Linked DNA regions of Zea mays: region 1 is linked to region 2. The links are chromatin contacts, called in public Hi-C maps. All regions are on one chromosome and are shown on one strand. Each heading gives the region's core, a stretch centred on a gene start, on an enhancer-like site or on the middle of the called end of the contact. The rest is flanking DNA. Distances are from core to core; before and after follow the strand shown. Region 1 holds the start of LOC100193419. Region 2 holds the start of LOC100280771 (60S ribosomal protein L23a).

The links. Hi-C and Micro-C count contacts between places; a contact is called where the count stands out from the background.
Region 1: a contact with region 2 is called in a Hi-C map of leaf, with 4 times the contacts expected there. The contact joins the promoter of LOC100193419 here to the promoter of LOC100280771 in region 2. A contact is called at or near these places in 2 of 25 Hi-C or Micro-C datasets (bundle sheath and leaf).

Annotation. Positions count from the first base shown.
Region 1 is chr6:133,699,949-133,705,533 of Zm-B73-REFERENCE-NAM-5.0, forward strand. It overlaps LOC100193419, which reads right to left and starts at 4,112. Exons shown (of 4, transcript NM_001367027.1): 1 at 3,728-4,112; 2 at 2,831-3,021; 3 at 2,389-2,552; 4 at 1,001-1,397. The coding sequence starts at 3,947. The coding sequence ends at 1,307.
Region 2 is chr6:133,973,681-133,979,415 of Zm-B73-REFERENCE-NAM-5.0, forward strand. LOC100280771 (60S ribosomal protein L23a) reads right to left here and starts at 3,955. Exons shown (of 4, transcript NM_001153693.2): 1 at 3,823-3,955; 2 at 3,413-3,447; 3 at 2,601-2,961; 4 at 2,227-2,518. The coding sequence starts at 3,425. The coding sequence ends at 2,434.

The DNA.
Region 1 (5,585 bases), core at 2,862-5,361, 270 kb before region 2:
GTTAGGGGTTTGTCTTTTGATGTGAGATACATGTGTAGATTATGTTGTGCTAAATGATACAAACTAGCTTTATGATATTTTAAATCATATTTAACAAATTTCAATTAGTTTTGTTAAAATTTTAATGCGTGAATGCGAGATTTTGTTACTATGGTATGCTTTCGATGTGGGACCTATATGCAAATCTTGTCGTCCTAACTAGCACATATTATCTTCATATATTTTGAATCCTAATCAACAAATTTCAGCCAACTCTGATGAAATTCTAAGATATGAACACAAGCTTTTGTTTCTAGGGTCTAGTTTTGATGAGAGCCATTAATTAATGTCTATAGTGCTAAGGCTATTACCAATCCATAGTATCATGCACTTTTAACACATGCCACATAAGCATTTTTTATGATGTGACAAAAGAGTTAGGATGAAAGAGAAGAAAATTGAATCTTGAGGGAGATGAGATCATATGCATTGAAATTTTAACCATCTAATTGGCCCACATTTCATACTCTCGCATGTATTAGCATTTAATATTTTTGTAGAGGATCAAAAAGTAATCTATGATGCCGTACATTAGGATAATTATATCTTATATAATTTAATATGACATGGCAAGTTTAGCCTAATTGGTACTGAGTAGGTGTTTGTTGCATTAAATCATCTGCAATAAATTTTAGACAGTTTGGATTAAAAAAAGATATAATATGAACGCAAGATTTTAAATTCAGGGATCTGACTTTGAATGTGAAACCCATATGTCTGCAAACTTAAACACGTTATACGAACCCGCAGGTTCAATTAGTTTGAGTTAGAATAGGTTGGGTTAAAACTATAAAAACACATGGTAAGGATGCATTGAAGAAGGCTAATTTGTTATGGGTTAAATTGAGTACGAGGTAGGTTTTAACTTATTAGCAGGCCTGTCACTGAGAGACAGATCCTGGCTTGCCCCGCAGTGCTGGAAACAAATTATCATGGCAGCTACATGTGTGCATCATGTCAATTTCAAGAATATTACATTAGCATAGCCATAAAATACTCGTCGTAACTGAATTCATGTACAGACACAAGAATAGCCACAAATAAACACCAATCCAAACACCGAATTCTCATAGACCTACAAGGTCATAGCCAAACCCACAAGAAGCACTTTTTATGTTAAGTTCATATCTTTAATTGAGTTCTCACAATCACATCATAATATGTAGCTTTCCTCTACACAAGAAACAATTGCAATGGCTGCTGCCCCCCGGACCCCGGTGATAGGCACAAACATGCACAGCAAAAAGCACTATGTGCACATCATGCCTTACCTTATGCAAGTTGGTAGGGTGAAACCATGGCACACGAAGACTAGAACGACATATATTATTACCAGGAGGAGAAGTATCAATGCGGCCCTGCACAGAGATAGAATAAGATTATTGTGAGGCGAAAAGCTCAAACATCAGTGGAGGAAACATCATAGCATCATACCAGCCTAAGGCCCTGTTTGTTTCTTTATCAGATTATATAATCCAGCTTATGGATTATATAAACACCTATTGACCTACTTATGGATTATTATAATCTAGGCATCTAGATTATATAATCCACCTAATAATCTGTGTTGTTTGTTTACTTTTCAACTTATTTAAGCTGAATTATATAATCTGGAGGGTAAACAAATAGGGCCTTAGACTTGATTATGGCATCCAGCTTTCACATATAATAATTATATTCAAAAGTGTAAAGGTTGCTGCTTGGCACGACAAAAAAAAGAACAAATAGTTCCAATGCTTGAATGTCATGGAGTACATGGCTACATGCATCCCATACTGAAAGTTAAGAATTGATTAGAGTAGAGCTTACAGCAAACAACAGGCTCCAAAGTGTAAATCAAATTCTCGTGCAACCAGTGTATCCACTCTTTTTTTATCATCTGACATCTTATATCAACAATAAGTTTCTACCATTCTACAGTTTATAAACATCGCTTAATTTCTTCTGTTTGTGCAGAAGAAAAATTTATGTTCCCATCTTTGTTACTCATACTGCTACGTCAGAACCAAATATATTCAAATAATAAAAAACCACTGAGTACTGCCGTATATATAGTCACTATTCAAATAAAACAATATAATACCATTATCGATAAAGTTGCATTCAAATTTACTGCATTAAATCAAACTGGGCATTGTTTAGTAGATTATTTTTCAATAAAGTTGCATACTGAGTTGGGTAATAAGAAGCTAATTAACAATCATGGAAAGGGAAATAAGTCAGTACGAAGTTCATGAAACAAAAGCAAAATTAATAGTTCATGAGGCAAAAAGGAAGGAGATCAACATGCAAAACAAAATACGATAGCTAAGTGTTCTAAATTAGTCAATAAAGCAGAATATGCCATACGTGAGTTTGACATTTCTCCACCAAACAGTGTTTCTGAACCGCCGAGCTTGTCTCTTGAATCGAACTGTATTTCCTTGCATATTTGCAGTCTTGTCAACCAGCAGTTCCAAACGATCACCTCTTTCAAGAACCTTATCAATGTTATCAATCATAACACTACGGACCTGCGAGAAAATGATGAAGAGATAAATCCTTTTGTATTGTGAGACTCTTCCACTCCAATGTGCTAGATCAATGGAATTTTCTGTAATGGTTTGCTTTAAACAAGTATGTGAAAACTAGTTCCACAAAGGTTTCAGGCACTTCATTCATGAGCATTTCCACTTCTAGCTTATAAGATCGGAGGTCACAGCATACATCCAACGTTAGTTTTCAGAATATATAAGTTCTTCAACATAGGATAGTCTTCATATATGAAACAACTGAAAAATGGGTGCATTACCTGATTGATTTCACCTCTCATGCGGTTTATTCTATCTGCACTAGGGTCATTTGAATAGTAATCCATTTGCTGGCTCAAGACCCTTGAGAATTCATCATTCATTGCATATGCAAGAGCGGTTAGCGCAGCCCGGCCATATGTCTTGACAAACCTTCCATGAATATCCTCCAAAAATGCGAAGGGAATCCGTCCTGTGGCATGAGAAGAAAAAAACATTGATAAGCTCATGGTTGTGCATTTCGCAACAGACATATTTGCGGGGCAATGAGGACTCAGATGATTCTAGACGATGATGTGAAGATGTGGCTAGTATAGCAAACAGTCACTGTAAATATTATACTGCAAGGCTAAAAGTCAGCAGGATAAGATGATACTCAGAAACAAGTAGACCAATTTTGCTCTTGATTGTACCAACAAAGAAGTACAGTTCATCTTAAACCTACTACGAGCTAACAGACAGTGTTAGAGGTTGAGAATTAGTAGACAGATTGTTATGTATGCAGCAATGAGCAAGTTTGATCCCGAAGTCAACAGCTGGAAAACCGGAGCTGCTCAACGTATGGCCCCAGAGCCCATCAACCCTTAGACGCCATTTGGCTCTGGCTACACTGGAATCCAATCGCATCTCGTCGGTTTGTCCTGATCTACCCATCCCCTAAGGTCAGCAGTCAGACTGCTAGTAAAGTAGTAACAGACCAGATGGACGCGTGACGACAAAACCCAGAATGAGGCCCGGATCTCCGCTACTCCGCCGGCCTATCGCGCCGGACCACGTAATCCCATAGCACCACAAACCCGGAGGCGTCCCAATCGAGCTCGGAACCCCCACGCGAGTGCGATCGTACCGGAAAGGGAGGGAGAGCCGGAGAGGACGGACATGACTAGCAAAGCGCTTACTTCCGGCGGCGTCGTCGGCCATGCAGAGCGCGGTGATGCCGTCGGTGCGCTTGGCGTGGAAGACGTAGCGGTCCTGCGTGTAGGAGACGTGGCTGTCGGCGCCGCCGTCGGGGAGGCGCTCGAGGACCTGGCGCGCGATGGCGCCCGCGTTGGTGGCTGCCGCGCTGTGCTCCGCCAGCACCACCGTGCCGCGCGCCACCAGCGCGTACAGGATTGCCATCTCGCCTGTTCCCTTGGAGCCGATCCCCTCCCCTCCTCTCCCCCGGCGGCGGCGTCTGCCGTGTGGACTAGGAGAGGACGGAGAAAAGGGGAGAGGTTTGGGCTCGGTTGGGCCAAGATGGAGACGGAGGAGGAAGGACACGCCCGAGCTGGTTGCCTGCCACTGCCAGCCTATTGTGTGGGGGAGTTGGGACGAGACGGGAGGCTTGTTTAATTGGCGGTGGGGCCTGGCCGGCGCGTGCAGGTACAGGTGTGAAGCGCTGTCGTGTTTGGTCGCGGCGTGGGTGGGTTGCGTTGGTTTTGGTTGGCTGGCCGGTTGGGCTGAGGCTCTCTGATGACGCGAGCGGCCCGTTGCTTCCAGAACGGAGGCGGAGCCCGGCTCAGGCTCACCTCATTCCACGGTTGGATCCTGGGCTCCCCGCCTCTCGGTTGGTACTTTGGACTGACCGTTTTTTGCCGTTTCTGAGGCAGCGCATCCACGTCCGTTGCCACGATATTTATTAAGTCTATCTTCAGCAGATTTCCTATCTAATCACTTATCTTCTATTTTAAACTTCACTTTGCAAACAGTGTCATCTACAGTTCCGTATCCCCTCTTTTACGTGAACCACTGGAGACAGTCTAACGTAACAAAATCTCGAACAGTGTTTCCTATACACCTCATGAGTGGCCCCGTTTGGTTTGAGTAATTGTTGGCATCGATCTAGGCGCTAATCACTGCGATGAGAATCGGCGGTGGTGCTCTCTGCGGAATCGTGGACGGTCCACGACCAAGGGCAGGATAGTCCGCGACCTAGCACAGAGGCTAGGGTTTCTATCTTACAAGCCCGACGGTCCGCGCCTGGTGGCCCGATGGTCCGCGTGTGCATAGAGGAGACGGAATTCGCCAACAGTACCTAGATCTCGCTCCCGGAAGAGACCCTGACGGAGAAGAGAGATCCTAGGGTTTGTCTTGGGTGGCAGACCACTTAAGACCCCTCTAAACGACGTAGAGTCGGAGAGAGGTGAAGATTACAGGAAGGAAACTATGTTACTGTATACTCCTAGTGCAGAATGTAAAGAACAGAAGATAATTTGATTGTTTGAACAATTGTTGGTTCCTCAATCGGTCGTACACTTTCAAATATATAATGGGGTCTAAACTCGTTCCTAGGCGTCCTCCAATAGCTCCCGTGAGATTAGAGGGATAGACACGCGAGGAGATAGGACTTTAATCGCCTGATCTGATCTATTCACGAACCATTCGCGCCTATGGGTGAACCGTATGCCCATGCTCAGTGCCACAAATGGTGCTCAACGCATGCCCCTGTCTTTTGGAGAAGCTAAGCGAACCAAAAGCACTAGTGCAGGCTGGAATCAACTTGATGCGATCACATCGGTTTTCTTAGGCATCTTGCCATGTACTAGAATGATATTAGTTTAGGAAACGCACGTTTAGTGCCTCAGGCAAGTCCTCGCCTTGTAATGTTTGCAACATGTAGGTGTTACCAAATATTACCTGTGTCATCTTGTAAGGACTTTCCCAGTTTGGCGACCATTTCCCGAACATCCGGTCCCTGCTCCTCAGTGCCAAGATGGTCTTCCATACCAGGTCTATGAATCATCTAGGCCCCTTAGTGATGTTTTGGTAATTAATTAC
Region 2 (5,735 bases), core at 2,705-5,204:
AAGTTAATTGACCTTCAGTATATTTAACTCTTCTATTTATTAACTAGGTAAGTGTTCGTGCGTTGCAACGGGAACATATAATATCACGATAACTTATATACAAAATGTGTGTTATAGTGTTATGAGAAAAGGTTTCATAATCCATTTGTGATCCTGGCCAAACATAAATTTTGTTATTTTAATGTAGTTGTTTCACCACTACATGCAACCATCAGTACCATGCAGACTTCAATATATGCCAGGATTTACATTGTCTCATCGTTGGAGAGCATGTCAAACATCTGCCAGAAGAATTTCCCTCGTACATTGTCAGTCATCAGGCACGCACCACCATACACGCTTGCTTCAACAAAAAGGCAAGTGTGTGTGTTTGCGAAGAGAAATAAAGGAAGGCCGGCACAAAAGCTACCTCGACGGTGGCGAGGATGACGAATTGATCATTGCTGTCGGTCCTCCTCTGTGTCACCTCCAGCGCCGAGATGATGCCACAGTCCTTGATATAGTAGTCGTCGAACGCGCGTGACATAGCGAGTCCCGATGACTCTTGGCTGGACTGCCGGACGAAGTGCACCCCGGGCTCATCAGCGAGGTAGTACACCTAGCTGTTGCACCACCGGATGCGCTGCTGCTCTACATACATCATGTTCGAGGACACTCACACAACGTTAGCAACGGTCGTCGTCCCAGCGCACAAAATTTCATGGTCGGATAGTAGCAACTTATGTGGCAGGTTGGGCTTCATGTGGACGATGAGCTGGACGACGTGATGGCGCCGTCGTCGGATGCGGTGCCCAGAACAACTCGAGAGTCGCCGACGTTGGCGACGACCATGAGGCCCCCTGCTTGACGATGGACAGCGCGTTGCAGCCGCTCTCGGCGACGGCGCCAGAGCTTGTCGTCCACAGCGGCGCATGCGACCACGTAGAACTGCTTTCAAGGTCGAACTGGCAGTCGCCAAGCTTCTTCTCGTCGTCGATGAGCGACGCCAACGCGAGCGCCTTCTGCTAATGGTGTTTGTTCGGGGTTTCCAAGTAGAAACTTGGATTCGTTCTTTGCATTGGTTTATGAAAATGACTCACAAGTTAGATCATGGAAAAAATATTACAGAGAATAAATGCCACACATGCAAAAAAAGAATTTAAGTTGAAAACATTTTTCAAACAAAATAAATTGCATGCAAGTATCCTCTTTAAATACTACTCCCTTCATCCAAAAATATAATTCAAGAATCTCAGTGATACTTATCTACTATTGCGCATTGTGCAGGGGTAGGAGGTGGGCTTAGAGAGAGATGTAGTAGATGTTTTTCCTGTCATAAATGTAGACAAAAACACACATGTGGTGTAGCGGTAGCTATTGCTTGCATTGGCATGAGGGGTCACGGGTTTGAATCCCCTTGCAGCTATGTGTTTTTTAATTTTAATTAGACATGGGTTGTACGGGGAATGGGTTGTGCGGGAATGGAGGAATGGAAAAGGCAGAATAAGGAATAAGAATGACATAAGGAATAAGAATGACAGAACAGGGAATGTCAGGCTATCCTTATAACCTTAATAAGTAGTAGAGATTGAACTTCGGTATATTTACCTCTTCTATTTATTAATTGACCTTCGATGTATTTACCTCTTCTATTTACCTAATGTTAATGACATGTTTGGATCTCATAGACATCAACTAACCCCATTAATTGAGGGGTTTTTTGAGAGGTATTTAAGGAGTTAAGTGAAAAAAAAATCAAGAGATGAATTCTTCATGAGAGCCCATTTCATGATTTTTTATACACACTATCTCTTAGATGTATTGATGATCTAAGAGCTTAGGGCTATATCATGCCGTCTCTTGTACACGCCTTAGCCCTTAGGCCATAAGATAAAAATAGACCCAATGTTGGCCCATGTTTAGACCGAGATCCAAGGGCAGGCTCAATACCAATGGGAAAAGATGTACCTCCAGCTCCAGTCGAACACCCCCTTACCAAACCATGACATGCAAGTGAAGTGAGGAGTGACAAAGCTTCTCATGTACTATATCACAATGCTTATCTAGACAAATCAGAGTGTAATCATATAGATCAAGGTTGACTGCAAATTTCGACAAAATTCAGCTACAATCTATACAGGTTGGTTACTGATAGCAAATAAACAGAGATATTGTATTTAGCAATAGTCCACTAAACTATGCAGGGTGATCAATCATGTTCGCACAACGCCACAACAGATTCAGCCATTATACGTAAAGTGGAATAATGCCAGTTCAAGATGGTTAATTTGGCAACCAGGATCTCAATACAGGCATATGTAGTCTGCAACTGCGAACAAGACTTAGTTGCAAAAAAACCAAATATGACAAACAAAATTACTAGTAACATAGAAAAATCTGTTGGTATGCTCAGAACTAGTAGGACACAGATGTCGAATCCAGTTGCCTATTAACTTAGATGATGCCAATTTTGTTGGCCACATCAAGGGCATCGTAGTCGGGTGTCAGTTTCACATAAGCCTTCTTCTTCCCATCAGGCCTGCATGGACACATCAAGAATCACTCAGTTGCACAAAATAACAAATTATGCACAAAAAATAACACTGGAGCAAAGCGCTAACCTGATCAGGGTGTTGACCTTCTTTGCTTGAATGTCATACATCTTCTTGACCGCAGCCTTGATCTTTTTCTTGTCTGCCTTGAGGTCAACAATAAAGACCAGAGTGTTGTTATCTTCAATCTTCTTCATTGCAGATTCTGTGGTGAGGGGGTACTTGAGAATTTGGTACTGATCAAGCTTGTTTCTTCCAGTAGTGCTGATTCTTGGGTACTTCGGGTCCCTGGCCTTCTTCAGGGTCTTGGGCTGGTGAAATGTTACAGATGTGCGAATCTTCTTGGTCTTCTTCTTGCCTGCCCCAGACTTCACAGCCTTGGCCACCTTCAAGGCCTGGGCCTTGGCATCACCCTTCTTGGCAGGAGCGGCTAATCAAACAACAAAATAGTCAGGTCATGCATACTTACAGTAAGCCTATCAAATCAAATAGTTCATGAAGTTTAGCATGGTGATTACTGGTTATGCCCAACAATATACAGCCTACCAATAAATTGATATGATTGCATTAGAGATCCTAGCAGTATTCATGAGACAATATGGTAATTAGAGTCAGCCAATTATATACTCTCCCTTTTGGGACGACTCCCATGGGTCAAGGAACGAGTGCAAAGGACAGGTAGTGGTTATATCAGAGTGCTAAAAATGTACCAATTACCAATTAATACCTGATACAATTCAACAATGGCGACACACCTGCAAAGGAAGTAGGAACTACCTAACACTGAGCACTCAATTTACAGCAATTTAAAGGCTGGCACAGTGCATGTACTGATCAAGTGTGGCAAACATAGAAATAGATATGCAACATCAGGCATGTACCTTTAGGAGCCATTTGAGCTTCTCAAAACTCCCTCCTGAATTGCAAGTAGATAAAGACCATTATGTCAGGCGGATGAAGATGCAAAAAAGAAATAAAATCATGAGAACTGGAATGAAACACAGAAGGATCTTGTCGTGCAACATGAAAGCTACTTGTTAACAACAATTCTCAGTCTAGTGTTGACAGAGTTAGCACCAAAAACAGGATCCTAAAAGCACCATTACAAATTCTACTTCATGCCCAAACCAACCATAGCAAGAATATCAGAAACATTACAGTATCCCCACATATCATTACCCCAATAGAATATCAAAGAGACTCGTGGCATAACTCTCTCAAGATTAACAGCAAAAGCTATCAGTAAGAGCAGATGCAGGAAATCTACAAGGCAAAAGAGAGCCTGACGCACAAGCTACGCCTCGCGAGACAACTCCGACCGGCAAAACCGAACGAGAACAAGCATATACAGAGCAGATCCGAGCGCTTCCACGAACAGAACGGGCCGGCCAACGAATTAGACGGCCGGACGAAATGGGGTGAAACGAGAGCGGCGGCAGTGGGTGGCTTACCTTTCGTCTCCTCGCCGGTCTGTAGCGGACGTGAAGCGATGACGGCTGGGAGGAAACCCTAGCCCCGGGGCAGAGGTTTCATAGGATGCACGCTGGGTCGTGATATCATCGGCCGGATGGGCCGCGCATTGACCGGCCCATTTCATTTTGAAACGGGCCAAAGGTCGCATCGGTTCGGTTACGCCAATCTTCGGGTGCGAGCGTTCCCTGGGCATGTGTTTGATTGCAGGAAATACCATATCGGAATAAGATGATGATAAAATGGGTATCCAAATTATTAGCATAAATTTAATATTTTAATATAGATATATATGAAATTTGATGCTGATTTTTTCTTATGTTATTGAACATATTATTATAAATAAGAATAAAATTTTGTATAATTTGTTTTATGTATTATTTGCTCTCTAGAGAAAAAATGTCAAAAAATTATTCGTATCCGAATTTTATATCATTTGAAAATACATGATAAATTTGAGATTTACCTTGTCGTTTCATCGTGGTGAAGATCTAATGGCCAGAAATCCCCCATACACCTTCAGCCAAATAGATTTGCAAAAGAGACCTTAAAGTTTTAATAAATAAACCTGCCATCTATTTTCAGTAAGAAAACAAATAAAAATAAATCCAGAATTTTCAGATTGATCCCTTAAGGCTATTTTAGGTATAAAATAAATATTAAAAATTCCTAGAAAATTGTAAACTCTATAACTTTAGCATTTTAACTCCAATTTGACTCATTCCAGTTGTGTTAGCTTCGTAATAAAATTGTCTATACATTTACAAAAATATTTGTGACATGTCACATACTTTTGTAATTACATATTTATTTATCCTAGTATAGTAGAGTAATCTTTCTAATCAAAGTAATATGTCTAAAATTATAGTTTGACTAGAAGATGATCTCGAACCAAGATGTAACCTATATTAAAGTTGAATTAGTTAATTCTTTAATACCTTTCTCACATGATTTATAAAATCAAACATAAGACCTAGTTTTAATTAGTTAAATATGTAGGTCTCCCGAAAACTATATCCTTTTAATCGTAACTCTGAATTTAGTGATTCTCGAACCTACGGTCTCGTAGCATCACGTACAATATTCTTACGCATTATGTTTCCATGTATTGGTGTATTGTTACCATATCCATTATTTGTTTGATTGTATTGCTACCTAGAAGCGAGGTGACGAGGAATCTGGAGCCCAACTTTTGGGACAGCATCTGGACTACAAAGTTATCGCAAGTATAAGGCAAGTTGTGCCCTTAATCACTTTTGTTTACCTAATAATGTTCTTGTCAATCACTGTGACATGCTCAAGTTAACTTGATGCGACCCAATAGGTTACCCTAGTTTTGTTGGACCTTGCAAACAAATGAACTATGACCATGCTTTATTATTATTGTTGGCTCCATTATTGTTCATGATAAGTTTATTGTGTTAATAGGAAAATGGAGCGACCACCCGGGAAAACAGTGCTACCACAAGGGTGGAATGGGACGCCCTTGCCTGATTAATTAGGAAAGCTAGTGTGACTTGATACTTTTCTGAATGGGGAAAGTGGGGTGGAGGAGTGCAGGTATAGGGAGGTCCTCGAGTCGGATTGTCTGTAAAGCTTCTCGGACGATGGATTACTATATCGCCTTCGGTCCGAAATCCATAGCGGGTTCTCTCATCTAGTGGAACTTTGTAAAGGTCTCGTATTCGATCCCTAACCATTCACCTTGGGAGTGTCTAAGGGTCTTACAAACCC